3 separate regions of the Sus scrofa genome follow, and all the other regions are linked to region 2. The links are chromatin contacts, called in public Hi-C maps. All regions are on one chromosome and are shown on one strand. Each heading gives the region's core, a stretch centred on a gene start, on an enhancer-like site or on the middle of the called end of the contact. The rest is flanking DNA. Distances are from core to core; before and after follow the strand shown.

Region 1 (4,914 bases), core at 1,666-4,165, 51 kb before region 2:
TCATCATTTTAATGCATATTGAAAGAAAAATTTACATGCTAGATAACACCCTGAGAGATCTTTAGGAGCTAAGGTTTTAAGACAGTAAGAGAAAAAATTAATTTCAAAGAAAGTTTTATTCTATCCAGAGAAAACCATGACTCACAAAGACACATGTACTCCGATGTTCATTGCAGCACTATTTGCAATAGCCAAGACATGGAAACAACCTAAATGTCCATTGACAGAGGAGTGGATCAAAAAGATGTGGTACACATATACGCAATGGAATAAGACTCAGCCATTAAAAGGAACGAAATACCAGCATTTTTAGCAACATGGATGGACTTAGAAATTATCATGCTAAGTGAAGGCAGCCATACAATGAGACACCAACATCACATTCTTTCCCTGACATGTGGGATCTGGAAAAAGGACAGACTGAACTTCTTTGCAGAACAGATGAGGAGTCATAGACATTGAAAAACTTTCGGTCTCCTGAGGAGACAGTTTGGAGGATGGGGGGAATGTGCTTGGGTTGTGGGATGGAAATCCTGTGAAATTGGATTGTGATGATCATTATACAAATACAGAAGTGATAAATTCATTTGAGGAATAAAATAAATAAATAAATATTTCTAAACATCAAAAAAAAAGAAAGTTTTATTCTAAATTTAACCATACAGAAGAGCTTCAAATCTCCATACTAACCATGGGAGGTTTTTAAACAGAAAATTTATTTTAAAATAACTTCTAAAAATTAGCTGATGAAATGCCTGTATAGAACACTGTAAACCAACTATAATGGAAAAAATAAAAATCATTTTTAAAAAAATGATTTTGTTGAAGGAATGCACTATTAATTTCTGAATAGACATGCCATGTATGCAAAAACAATTCTATTCATACACGCAACCACCCAGAGATAGCACTTATGTGTGATTTCCTTCTTTCTTTGCATAATACAAATACAGGGTACAGAGACCAGATGTTATACAGATCTGACGCTATCCCATGACTCCTTAACAACACATAACACTGGATGCTATAATTAAGCAGGTGACCTCAGAAATTTAGTTCAACCTGCTCCCACACAGCTGTGCTACCCTGGAGACCTAGACTGATCCAGCTCCCAAAGAAGATGGATAAGAATCCCTGAACAAAAGGTAACAATCCTATAAAGTTTACATGTCTTTCGTACTAAACCTGCTAATCCGGCGTGAAATGCCTTCCAGATGACAAAACTGGTTAAGGACTTAATAGTTTCTATTCTAATTCCACCACGCCTTCCACACCCTTAAAATCAAACATTTTACCATCACAAACTACATTTTCCAGTAAAATATCAATAATCGCTCTTTAAATCCAGTACTATATAAACCCAGAAACAACATGAAAGTAAAGCGGGGAGTTCCCGACATGGCTCAGTGGTAACAAACCCGACTGGTAACCATGAGGAGGCGGGTTCCATCCCGGGCCTCGCTCAGTGGGTTAAAGGATCCGGCGTTGCCATGAGCTGCGGTGTAGGTTGCAGGCACGGCTGGAATCCCGCGTTGCTGTGGCTGTGGTGCAGGCCGGCAGCTGCAGCTCCATTTCGACCGTAGCCTGGAAACTTCCATTATGCCACGGGCTAAATGGCGGAAAAAAAGAAAAGAAAGAAAGCGAAGAGGCCGGGGAAGAAACCCAACTTCCACACAGGAACAGGAAATGGTTATCCCAGAGCAAAATTACCATATTTCTTGTGAATGCTTCCCCGTTCCCAACCTTGGGGGATCAACTAAGTCCAGATAAAGAGTAAGGATGGCTGCCGTTCGAAATCTGAAAAACATCGTGCAGGTGCTGTCGCTGACAACTAACTGTCTCAGATTTCTTAACCACCAAGAGCAAATGTGGAAATAATTCTGAAGGAACACGTCTCCTCTACCACCTATTTCATCGCTACCGTTACTAAAAACACCAAAATGAAGGAAATCGACCAGTTTATTTCAGAGGCAGAATCTTGCGCTTTCAAAATGTCAACTAAATTAGCAATTTTAACCTCAGTCTTCCCTTTAGGAATATTCTAGAGATGCTACTACTATTTCGCGCTCTTCGATACAACAAATCTTTATGACGGTGCATTGTAACCAATAACACTGGGGAAAACCTCGGTGGTGATCTCCAATGTGGGTGGGTGGGCGTGCGCGCGCGGGGAGAGCAAGGAGAGTCAGTCTAAAACTTCCACTGCGAAGGAACCCTGTACTCTCCTCCATCAGCTGGCGGCACCGCCCCCTCATGGCCTCAATTCGGCGACCGACAGATTCATGCTTCTGAAAAGCATCGATGCTGGAGGCCCAGCTTTTAAGAAATGGGTGAAAAGAAGGTAAGAATAGGGGCCGGATGGCTGAAGAGGGGAGGCCTTAGAAAAGGGGTCCCTTGAGCCCAGGCCCCACCGCACTTCCGGGCACCAGCGCCCAGCCAGGCTCCCCAAGGCCGCTCTCTCCCCAGAGGCCCCGCAGCCCGCCCCACTTCCCGCAGCTGCGCAGCCCCACAGTCTCCGCACTGCGAAGCAACAGGGCCTGAGTCCGCAGTTTCGGAGGAAAGCTGCCCGCCACCCAGCTAGCTTGCGCTGCCGCGTTACCTGTTGAGGAGCAGGGAGGCGGCGCTGAGGCACAGCAGCAGGAAGCAGAACAGTGGGTACTGGCGACAAATCTCGCGTCCCACGTCCAGCCTCAACCGCTGCTTCAGCTTCTCCCCCATCGTCCGCATCCAGGGCGCCATCTCCGTCGGCGTATCTGAGGCTGCACTACAGACTGAGGTTGAGGTTGAGGGGACCCCCCCATCAACCACCCACGACGCCGCCCCTCCAAGCCCTGCGGCGGACCCGGAGAGCCGGCGACCGGCGGACGGTCAGCGGGCTGCAGCCGCCCAAAGCCCCGCCCGAGGGCGCCGTCGCGCGTGCGCGGCCACGCCCCCCGCGGCCGGGCAGGCCGCCGTACGACGTGTCTTTCGTCACCCCGCGCAAGGCGGGTCGGTTTGCGGGTTAGCTCTCTGGGTCAGAGCCGCGCAGCCCTGGGTGGATGGCCCCTTTCGCCAGCGACTGCACCTTTTTGGAAATCGGGGGGAAGCTGCAGCACCCAGTAATTGCCTGTGTTGCAGAGAAGAGGCGGAAGGCTGTGCCCGAGCATAGGAGAAACTGCAGACCCCGCGGCCACCGGATCCTGCCTGCAGGACTCCTCGAGCTCGCGGGGCCCACTGGGGACTGTAGTCTTTGTGACGTGAGCTCCGCCACCGCTCTCCACGCCTCTTCTCTATAGGCTCAGCTCGGCTTGGGGACAGGTCCAAGCTTTGCAAGACGCCCAAGGTGGGGGCGGGGGGGAAACACCTCTCAGTCCCTGTTTTGCACGGGCCGCGCGCGGGTGAGTAAAACCACCCTGGAACAGGGAAAAGTCGAACCCACCTGGCCGCCACTCGGTGGCGAGAACATCTTTTACGCGTCCAAAGGCGAGGTAGACCTCAGCTCACCACAGTCCCGCGGCCCTAACCAAAATCCAAGTATTTGCTGAGGCGCGTTGGCAGGTTAGGTTAAATACCGTTTGCAGTCTGGTGGGGCTTCTCGCTTTACTAAGTTAGCACATTTCTAAATTTTAATTTCTGTATTCTCCACTACTCTGACAGATACAGAAAGACGTCGTAATAAGTAAAATTTATTTAGGCGGCGCGCTAAGTACTTTAACGTCCACACATTCACTTCATGATATAGGTACTCTGGTTTCCCCCATCTTACAGCTAGATTACCGACGTTAGTGAGGCAGAGAGGAACTTTGCTCAGAATCAGAGCTAGCGAAACAGGGATTTGAAGCCAGAGCCAGTTTTCATGCTGCCTGTCTTTTCTCTTTCTTAGTATCTTATCCTCTAAAGTGCGGAGACAGACATGTTCAGAAATGATTTTTTTTAAACATAAAAATCATGGTGTATGGCAGTTGAGTATTTTCCCATGTTATTATACTGAATACATGGGTCATTTCTTTGCATTATTTTCCTTCAGAATGTACCATCCTTTATTCTGTTAATGCTAATTTTTTTATATCTTTGATATTATCGTTACCACCCTTAATCACACATCTATACTCGTTTATAATTATGACTTTAGGGTCAATATCAATAACGACTGCTGGATCAAAGAATAGGAACATGATACATACTGACAAATTTCTTCCCAGAATGGTTTACTAGTTCCACAATGGTATTTAAGGTATCCATTTCACTGATCCTCATCCTTAGGTATTGTTTAAACATCATAAATGTACTGTAGACTAACAATATCATTGGAAAGCTTGGTAGTTTTCTTTAATATTTTGAGATACATAATTAAACATGAATTTCACTTTTCAGCCTTTCTTTTTAAGTGTCTTTGAACTACTTATAGCCCCTTATTTAGGGGCTATATTGAAGTATAAATAAAGGTGTAAGTTGAATGAATCTACATGTATCAAGTGCCTACTGTGGACTTGATTACTTTATAATTGGGTAAGTTACTTTATTAAACTTTTCTAGAGAGTCAGACTGTGATCTTTTTTTCTGTTCAAAAATTTTGCTCCTTTATAGGGTCACTCTAAAATTCCGGTTCAACTTATTACTGATAGCCAGTGCATCTTAGTAATAAAATGTCTTGTTCTTTCAAATTAGACTTTACAACATCCAAGACTTCTTTCCCATGTGATTTTTCTTTGCAGTGGCAATTATAATAAGCTAATCAGACATAAAGCAATTTTTAATTTATTTTTTGGCCACACCCACAGCATGTAGAAGTTCCTGGGTCAGGGATCAAAACTGCACTACTGCAATAACCCAAACTGCTGCAGTGGCAATGCCAGACCTTATCCAGCTGCATAAGAGAACTACAATAGGCAATTTACTTTGTTTTTATTTTATTTATCTATCTATCTATATTTT
Region 2 (4,885 bases), core at 1,072-3,571:
AAAAAGGGTAGAGGACAATATGAGAGCCCCAATCTTTACTTTCTCTACCAATTTCTACACCAACCAGTCTGCACTTCCCTTTAAAGAGGCCTTACTTTAAACTCACTGTCGCCTGACAAGCCAGATTTGGAGCGCCGGGCACACAAGGATGGATCCACTACGTTTTTCCTTAGCACCACCCCTGACTCACCTGCTAACACTCCCTAGGAAAAACCACATTACAAATGGAGCCCAACCAGCAAGAGGACGAGCCAGTGTGCCACATGCAGCTTTGCCCGTACAGAAAATGAGGTGTGTGTGTGGAGCAAGCAAAACTGGGCTTTTCCCTCTCAAAGGTAAACCCCCAAAGTGCGCGCTTTTCCCGCCTGCCGCTTAAAGATCAGTAACAACAGCCAGCGAAGAACAAAGCGCTCACACAAGCCACCTTCCCACCTCCCAGTTTCTCCACCCTTCACCCCCGCACCCCAAAGCCCGCCCCCGACTCCGCACCCCGTGCGGCAGCCTCACCGCTGCGGCCACCGGGAGCCCATTAGAAACACGTGCTCTGCGCCTTCAGATGTCCTACAACTTCCTTCAACGGAAACCCACCGAGTCCCAGGCCAAGACGACCGTCTCCGGCTCCCAACATCAACCCAAAGCCGCGGTCGGAGCCCCCAGCAAGCAGCAGCAGCACAAGCTCGCCCCTCGCGGACACCGAGGCCGCGGCGGCGCCAGGCCACGGGCTCTCCCCGCCCCCCAGCGCCGCCGTCTCGGCCGTGACACATGGCTCTCTCTGCCCCGGGCGCCGGCCACCCCGGCCGCCCCGCCGAGATGTGAGCCGTGGCGCGAGCCCCTACCCATCGTGGGTCCTGGCAGTGACTGCGGTGCGGGGGCTGGCGGTGCCACCCCTGAGCCGGAGCCGGCAAGCCTGCGGCGTGAGGGCGTTCCGCGAACTGCCCAACGCCCGCCGGACCCCGAACACCACCCAGGCCCGCCGCGCGGCCACGGGACGGGATCGGCTCCTCTCCGCCCACTCCCGTGCCGCGGCGACGGCCACGACAGCACCAACTCCGCCGCCACTCGCGGTCCGCGCGGGCCACGGGGCCGCCTCCTCCCAGGAGCGCCGCAGACAAAGCCCGAACGGCGGCAGCACATGGAGGGGAGGAGGAAGTGGCGGCGCGGACCGCGGCCTACTCCCAAGCAACCCAGTCAACGTGCTCCTCTCTCCCTTGGAATCCATTTTCCAGAAAAGCCGGTTTCTCCCCGCACCGCCCTCCCCCAGCTCACTCCACAATGTCACGGAGCTCCCCCCCAGACCCGGGTCCCGGCGGTCGTTACCTCCCCGTTGGGCTGCGGCGGAGGAATCCTGTCCGAGGAGATCCGGTTGCGGGCAACGTGTGCTCGCTGCTCCCTGTGTCCGGCGCGAGTGGAGCTGTTGTAAAATGGCGGCCGAAGCTCACGCCGCTGGCAGCAAACCCGATCCAGTTCCACTCGCCTCCGAGCGCGCTCCCGGTGCGCGCGCGCGCCTCCGCGTGACCCCCCCTTCCCTCCCCTCCCCTCCCTCGCGCGTCCGCTTCTCTCACTCACTCCCTCAGCCCCTGCCCTCCTCCAGCTCCTCCTTCTCCTTCTTCCACCACCACAAGCCTCTGTCCGCCTTCTTCTCTAGGCCTTGCTTCTTGCCCTCCCTGCTCTTCTCCCCCACTGCCGTCCGCAGCCGCTCAAGCACGAGTGGCCGCCCTTCCCCTCCACGCTCGCACGCTCGCTTGCTCCCTCCCTCGCTCTCACAACCCCGTTCCCCAGGCCCTGCCGAGTAGGCTCCTCTCTTTCTCTCTCCCGCGCTGACGTGACGACGTAGCCTGCGCTTCAGGATGCGCGCCCTCGGGCTCCGCCCTCACGCCCCACCACCTCCCTCGCTCTTCACCACCCGGGGGGGCGGGGGGGCGCGAGACCCCGCCCTTCCGCTCCGGCGGCGGAGGGGCCGGGAGTGAATGAAAGGCCCGCCCCTTCCCTCCCGACACTCCCCCTCCCGCTCCCCTCCGGGCGGGGCGGGGCGGGCCGGCTCAGCATGTCCCACTCGTTCTCCTTTGTCAGGAGACAGGCATCTCCCCACCCCGCCCCACCCCACCCCCATCGCGGCACCACGCGCACGCCACCCCCATCGAGCTCCCGCTTGCCCCACCCCCCGCCCCGTCCCGGGCCGGCCGGGAACCGGGGCAGGGGGCACGGGATGCGACCGCAGTTCCCCATAGGATACCCACCGGTCCGTGCGCGCCCGGCCCCCACCCCCGGCGCGGCGGCCGCGTAGCCGTTCCAGGCGGTGTCCACGCCGCCGCCGCCCCGCGCTCTCCTAGCTCGGGAAGCTGCAGGCGCACGTGTCCCCCGGGGCGGGGCGAGACAGACAATGGGGCGACGGGGGAGGGGAGCGGCGCGGAGACCCGGGGACCTTTGGTCAACCTGTCCGGCCCGACTCCAGTGCAGGAGTTCCTCTAGGGGAGACTGGGTCTCCCTGGCTGGACAATGGGGACTCCCGGGGCCCTGCGCCCGCGTGGCTCTTCCACGGGAACCTTGGACAGAAGGAGGGGCGCCCAAAGCTCAGACGAGGAAACCCCGGCTGCTTTTGAGGGGGAACAGACTGGCTCTAGTGGAGCGAGGAGCGGCTCCCGCTTTGGGATGATAGGAAAGCCACATTTGGAAGCCAAACCAGGGGTGATGAAGAGTTGTGCAGTACTCCGTTTCGGTCCCTGGCCTTTTGAGCAGTAAAGGGCTTCCTTGTAGCACAGTTTGAGCAACTTGACGCCTCACAAAGCTCAGTGGTTAGGACAAGTGTGAAGAACACATCTGTATTTCTTTTCAAAAATCTTAGCAATTAAATTTTAACTTCAGGGAACTATATCCAATCACTTGTGATGGAACACGATGGAGGATAAAGTGAGAAAAACAATGTATGTATGTATGTATAACTGGGTCATTATAGCAGGAATTGACAGAACATTGGAAATCAACTATACTAAAGTTTAAAAAAAAAAGGAGGAAAAAAATCCTAACTGAAGTGATATTTCTTTTGTAACGGTATACTAGGTACAAGAAAGACAAGACAAAGACGTTTGAATTTCAGACGCGGTATGGATACTAATTTTATAATGCAGCTGTAATAAAAAAAGGAATAGTGTCCTTTTAATTAAAAATCAGGTTTATTTTTAAAGCTCACTGTTTCCCTAAACAGTCTCTATGCTATGACAGAAAATCAGTGGTTCAAGGAAAAGTTAGATGAATACTCTTCAAAGTGCTTAAGCACACAATATGCCAGATTATTTTATAGGTAACTGGATCAAGATATAAAATTTTTGAAATATTTTGACTATCTATCCAATCAATCTATTTAGCAAAGATCTGAGCTTTCCATTATCTGAAATCCCTTACTACTGGAGTTTCGTGGCATAAAAGTGGGTAATCCTATAAATTAAATAATGAAAATAATAGATTTTTGTTGTTGTTGTTGCTATTTCTTGGGCCGCTCCCGCGGCATATGGAGGTTCCCAGGCTAGGGGTTGAATCAGAGCTGTAGCCACCGGCCTACGCCAGAGCCACAGCAACTCGGGATCTCATGGCAACGCCGGATCGTTAACCCACTGAGCAAGGGCAGGGACCGAACCCGCAACCTCATGGTTTCTAGTCGGATTCGTTAACCACTGCGCCACGACGGGAACTCCGAAAAATAATAGATTTGAACTAACCAACACTTTTTATTTAGACCTTCCTAGGGATCAACTTTCCTTAAAAAAAAAGAAAGGAAAAGTGCCTCCACTAGACAAAGTCATCTACCAGATGACCAGACCTCCCAAATTAATATCTTTAGTTCTTTTTTTTTTTTTTTTTTTTTTTGTCTTTTTGCCATTTCTAGGGCCGCTTCCGTAGCATATGGAGGCTCCCAGGCTAGGGGTTGAATCGGAGCTGTAGCCACCAGCCTACGCCACAGCCACAGCCACAGCCACAGCAACTCAGGATCCAAGCCGAGTCTGCGACCTACACCATTGGTCATGGAAATGCCGGATCCTTGACCAACTGAACAAGGCCAGGGATCGAACCCACAACCTCATGGTTCCTAGTCGGATTTGTTAACCACTGAGCCACAACGGAACTCCAATATCTTTAGTTCTTGTTTGACCTCTAATTTATTTGTCTAACCACCCCCCCCAGACTCCAAATCAACATTTCGAAAGAAGCCAGGAGCACAAGATCTTCCCCCTAATTATTCATCTCCAAAGTTCCCTTCTCAATGAACATCACCCACTTGCATCCAGCAGCATTATCTGAAAACCAGAGAGTCATTCAAGACACAGTCTTCTTCAGTGATCAAGTCCTGTCAGGTTTTGTTTGTTTTTTTCTTTTTTTCTTGACTGTGCCCATGGCATGAGGAAGTTCCTGGGCCATGGATCAAACCCCACCACAGCAGTAACCAGAGCCACAGCAGTGACAATGTCAGATCCTTAACCCCTTGAGCCACCAGGGAACTCCTGTGTGTCTTTTTTTTTTTTTTTTTTTTTGGTCTTTTTAGGGCCGAAGGTGCAGCAGGCTTCCTGTGCCAGCCACAGCCAGAGCAACACAGGTTCTGAGTTGAGTCTGCGATCTACACCACAGCTCACTGCAAAGCTGGATCTTTAACCCACTGAGTGAGACCAGGGATTGAACCTGAGTCCTCATGGATACTAGTTGAGTGCATTATCACTGAGCCACCATAGGGACTCCTCCTGTGTGGTGTGTTTTTGTTGTCGTTGTTCTTGTTTTCTGGTTTTTTGTCTTTTAGGGCCACACCTGCGGCATATGGAGGTCCCCAGGCTAGGGGCCCAATCGAGTTAGGGGTCCAATCGGAGCTGTAGCCGCCGGCCTACACCACAGCTACAGCAAA
Region 3 (4,836 bases), core at 1,254-3,753, 35 kb after region 2:
TCCCTTACACAGGTAACAGCTTAAGGTCCCTGGTCTTATTTAGTTGCCTTATTTTTTATATATTACCAATTAAGTATATCTGTGCTGTGTGAAAGACACCATCATGACATTAGTACACCTTGTTTAGTAATAGGTTTGAATCAATTAGTAATCTTAATGGAAACTTCTATGTTGAGCTTTCAAGTTCCATTGGAATTGTACCTTTGGGGATCCAATTCTGAAGCATATCTTTGGTTAGTGTTTCATATGCCCAAATGTATCACTTTAACATCCTTATTCTGCACTGTTCTTGTTTCCTGTACTTTGCCTTTTCTCTTGGCATTGTGTACAACTGTTGTACACAATGCTCGGTGCAGTAATGTACATTAACTGAGGTTTTAGAGAAATGTATTTTTTTCCCCTTAAAGTTTTGTGTGGGTACCAATTTATCTTTGATCACTATATTTTTTGGGTAAAATTACCATCCATTCTTTGTTCTAACCAAGAGCCAGATATTTAAGGTTTCTATGTACTTAGGATGTCTGTGTTTGAAACAGGTCTTCTAGAATATATATTCCAAATAAAGCAGGGTAAGGGAGATCAGTCATAAGAGCGTAGACTGCAATGTTAAATACATGTAATAAATGCAACACATGGGTAGTTTATGGCTGCCAAGGAAACATTCCCAGAGATGCTATTTTGTATACTGTTTTGATACTTGGGAAAGTATTCAACTACAGCCTTATCAGTTTCATAAACCTCTCCCTGAGCTGCATGCGTGGGATCCAAATTTTCACTAAGGAAATTTTAGGTTTATTAATGATGACTATAAATATTGGCATTCTTACTTGGATTGGGAAAAATTTATTCATGTAGCTATTTAGGGAAAATGATTATGCATGGGGCCCAACCACCTTGGTTACATCAGATGGTATTAATTACTTAACACTTAAATTCATTCAGGATGTCTGTACAATTTTAAACTACATTTCATCAGTGACCTTCCTCATGACTTGCTATATTGTGCTTTCTTCGTTTTCAGAATAAACACCTTAATACCATAAATAAATACACAATACTGTTACACTAAGACTAAATATTCCATAATTCAGCCAGTAATGATTATTGATGGTGGGCTTTCTTTCCAGCCCAATCCCAGGAATATGTTCTGTCCACTCTGCTCTCATCTTAATAACTTTCTATAATAGTAAAAACCTTCATTTGGCTATAATCACCATGACGCATTTTACATTCAAACAGCTTGTAACCAAAGGGTATTCATTCAAAATTGATTTTAAAAAGTTTAACTAGTTTTACTTAACTAATTAAAGACTGGATAATTAAAAAAAATATAATCCATCTTGATTTTTCTTTCCATATCCATAAAATGAAGAGCTTTTCCTTAGTTTTTTACACGACATACCGGTAAATCTTGTGGCATTAGCCCTAGAAAAGGAAAAACACTTTAGCTTTACAAGACTATAAACATAAAGAAAACTTAAAAAAAAAAAAAAAAAGAAGAAAGTATTTCACAAAGTACTATTTATTGTCCTTATAATGGTCTATCTCAGAAGCCAGATCCGTATAAGGTTTTTCAACAGAAATTCAGGTTCGGGATAGGATCATCATAGACAGACCAAGGACATAATGTTGACTGTCAAGAAAAGTATGTCTACTCACAGAAATATCTCAGGAACTTCACAGCAATCTGGCCTCTTTCAATAGGCAGACAGCGACCCCTCACTGTTGGCAGAGGGGAAAAAAAAAAAAAGACACAATGTAACAAACTTCTCAAATTATAAAATCCAGGCACCAATAACTTCACATCTGCACATTGGTCTTATCTCAGAAGCCGAATCCGTATGTGCTTTTTTTTCTTCAGGTAATCAGCTTCGGGATAGGTTTCATCATTGATCAGACCAAAGCACTACCAGTGATTTACCATAAACCAAAGCAACATTAAAAGTACGTTAGAAATACTATAGATGTTGTAAGCCACATAACTTACTTCAGAATGACGCTGCCATCAGAGATATCCATAACTTCATTAGCAATCAACAACCTGCAGGATGCTGTTTTGAGCACAAGAAAAAAAACCCAAAACTCATTTAACCTGTCTATGGAAAAAGCATATGCAGACTCAAAATACTAGTTAAACACATACCTGCTAAGATCATTAGGTTTTAACCATGTCGTTTTCCAGCAAACATTCTCCCCTATGTTTTGCACTCTTCCTTTTCCTCTAAAAAAAAAAAAAAAAACGTACCATTTCAAATAGTGTACCACCGCTTCTCCTGTCAACAAGAGGTTTACTTTCTCAGTTCTAAAAACTAAGTTCAACAATACTTACCTCAGCATCTTCACTTAAGAGCTCCGTTACACCGAGAGCCATCGCTCCTGCGGGGCAAATCAATATATTTAAAATTAAGTAGTCTCGGAGAATTTCAGCACTAAAATCCTCTCCTTCAATACGATTTGCACACAGCGCCGCCTGGGGACAATACAGCTCAGCCCCACGTAGTTAGGGGCTGCGGATCTTGAAATCTCCGTTGGATCTGGTGGTGGGACGGACACCCTATCAACAAGGCGTTTTGCTCTTAACGTCAACACTAACCCCTAGCCCCAAATCCCAGGGATATGGTTGCTTTCCGGCAGTCGTTTAAGTTGAGCCAGCTAGCTCCCCGGGCTTAGCAACAAGGCCGCGCGCAACGCCGCGGCCACCAGAGGCGGCCTCCGCACGCATAAACTCGAAGCCGGCCACCACCACGACTATGGACACGTGGCGGTCTGGTGGCATGTTTCCCACGTGCAAGTTTTCAACACAGCACTCTTAAGTTCAAATTTCTGAAGCCTCTTCAACCGTACTGCAGCCCCACAACCTAAACTGCGCCACCCAGGTTCGCTCGGACAACCGCCCGCGGCGCCTACTTACCTAGCACAACCTAACAAACCCTTGAGTCCCGACGTAAAAGACCGACCCACGCATCCAGCAGTTCCCTATATAGTCTCTCCCTAGCCAGAGCGAGGCCGCTCCTCCCTCTCGCATCTATTGGATGCGGGAGAGCACGGGGGCGTGGCCGGTTTCTGACCTAGTGAGCGAGAGCGCGCCAGGGGGCTCTTTTCTTTCGTGGGCTCGTTTCGGGGCGTGGTGCGCGCGCCGTCCTTCTGCGGCGCGCACGCTCAGTCCCCGGCGCGCGCCCGCGCGCGCCGCGCTTAGTAGCTTCCTCGTCTGGCTCTACGTGGCGCGGGAGTGGCGCCAGAATTCAAACGAACAGTCGCCTTTGGAGGCGAAGCTGCCGCCTAGCTCGAGCCAAGTACGCCCCGGGCGGATGGGGCGGCTCGGGGTCAGGAGTGGACTAGAGTTTTGCGGCGCGGGACGGCCCAGTCTGTGACCCATTCGAGAAGTCGCGCTAGCTGGTTGGCAGACGCCTTGGGGGAACTGACGCTCAGGAATCGCTGCACGCCCGTAAAGAGAAATTGGAGGGCCGAACTGCTCAGTTGGAAATAGTTGGCGATAGCGCCGCGTTTCTCCTCCCGTCCACAGTGAGAAGGCTGCCTTTCTGGAGAGCCGGCCGGCTGCGCTGCAAGCGGTCGAGCTGCGGTCTGTCGGGGCCCGCCCCACCCCCACGCTGCCGGGTGCCCGGGTGCCCGGCGCTGCTGTTACGCTCTGATCAGCACAGAGATTAGCAGACCCGAGAGGTAAATCCTCCGTTTGCCAGAGAACTAAACTGACGCCTGAAGTAGCTAAGCGATTTTCCTAAATCCATACAACCAAAAGCTTTGCTATTTAACTTCTTTTATCATACTAAATTCGTTATCATGAATGCAGGAGAAAGAGTAATTTGAGAAATTTCCTAGAATACTTTATCCAAACGATACATTAATTCAGTAGCAACGGTTGCATTAATTAGTGTGTGTGGATAAATATGTGTACATATATGCGCACATGGGAACAAGCATTTGAACATTTCAGCATTTGAAAATTCACGTCTTCATAGCACTTACTACTCATTATTATGGACGTGTGCGTTTGTTTATTGTCCTCGCTTGGTGCACCGCTCTTTATTGTTCTGCCTTAAGGTGATTGTCGGTAACTATTGGTGGAATGAATGAATGAATAAATGTAGGCGGTGGCTTTTTAGAAAATTAAAATGAAGACCAAATTCCAGATGTGAATAGCAAATGTCTGTAACAGGAACCTAAGTGATGCAGTGTTTACTTGGCTGGGCATTATGCTGAAAATATTGTTTTGTAATGTACAATGTAAATTTGCATATTGCTCATATTTAAAAAACTAAAATATTACATAAAAAAAGCAAAGTAGGAAATCCCGTTGTGGTTCAGCGGTACTAATGCTGTCTCAGAATGCAGGTTCAATCCCCTTGCTCAGTGGGTTAAGATACCTATGCTGCCGCATGCTGCCTAAGGGTGACAGATGGGGCTGGGAGCTGTTGCTGTGGATGTTACCTTTGATGTAGTTGGCCTCAGTTGCAGCTCCCATTCAACCCCTAGCCCGAGAACCTGGGTGTGTCGCAGGTGCGGCTGTAAAAAGGAAAAAAAAAAAAGGCAAAGTAAAAGTTTCTTTTCATATCACTGGGAATCTTCTCTCTGCTGTTAATAGTAACTGATATTAACAGTTTTGGCAACTTTCTATGCACATATAAATGTGTGTGCATATTTTATCAAATACAAATAGGATCTGTGTCCTTTTCTGCAACTTGCTTTGCCTCCTCCTAAATATCATGGACATCGTTCCATATCAGAACATAGGGATGACCTTCTTGTCTATGGCCTGCATAGTGTTTAGTTGGATTTGTCATAATTTCATAGTTTTCCAGCTTTTTAGTATTTCAAATA

What was found. Hi-C and Micro-C count contacts between places; a contact is called where the count stands out from the background.
Region 1: a Hi-C map of skeletal muscle shows a contact between it and region 2, with 5 times the contacts expected there. The contact joins the promoter of SNX14 here to the promoter of SYNCRIP in region 2. A contact is called at or near these places in 1 of 5 promoter capture datasets (liver), 9 of 47 Hi-C or Micro-C datasets (adipocytes, blood, embryonic fibroblasts and 5 more) and 2 of 2 datasets of contacts at active chromatin or transcription factors (alveolar macrophages and skeletal muscle).
Region 3: a contact with region 2 is called in a Hi-C map of skeletal muscle, with 4 times the contacts expected there. The contact joins the enhancer-like site here to the promoter of SYNCRIP in region 2. A contact is called at or near these places in 2 of 5 promoter capture datasets (fetal liver and liver), 23 of 47 Hi-C or Micro-C datasets (alveolar macrophages, blood, brain and 13 more) and 2 of 2 datasets of contacts at active chromatin or transcription factors (alveolar macrophages and skeletal muscle).

The regions. Positions count from the first base shown.
Region 1 is chr1:54,544,289-54,549,202 of Sscrofa11.1, forward strand. SNX14 (sorting nexin-14) reads right to left here and starts at 2,916. Exons shown (of 31, transcript XM_001927319.7): 1 at 2,600-2,916. The coding sequence starts at 2,739.
Region 2 is chr1:54,596,085-54,600,969 of Sscrofa11.1, forward strand. SYNCRIP (heterogeneous nuclear ribonucleoprotein Q) reads right to left here and starts at 2,322. Exons shown (of 12, transcript XM_021089679.1): 1 at 2,238-2,322.
Region 3 is chr1:54,630,703-54,635,538 of Sscrofa11.1, forward strand. No RefSeq gene overlaps it. Among named protein-coding and RNA genes, the nearest start is that of SYNCRIP, 35 kb to the left of the region's middle. Within about 2 kb of position 2,504, at least 74 of the 83 cell types and tissues checked have an H3K27ac peak or open chromatin away from gene starts, as enhancers often do. A contact at or near this core is called in alveolar macrophages, brain, embryonic fibroblasts and 8 more, where this site is marked.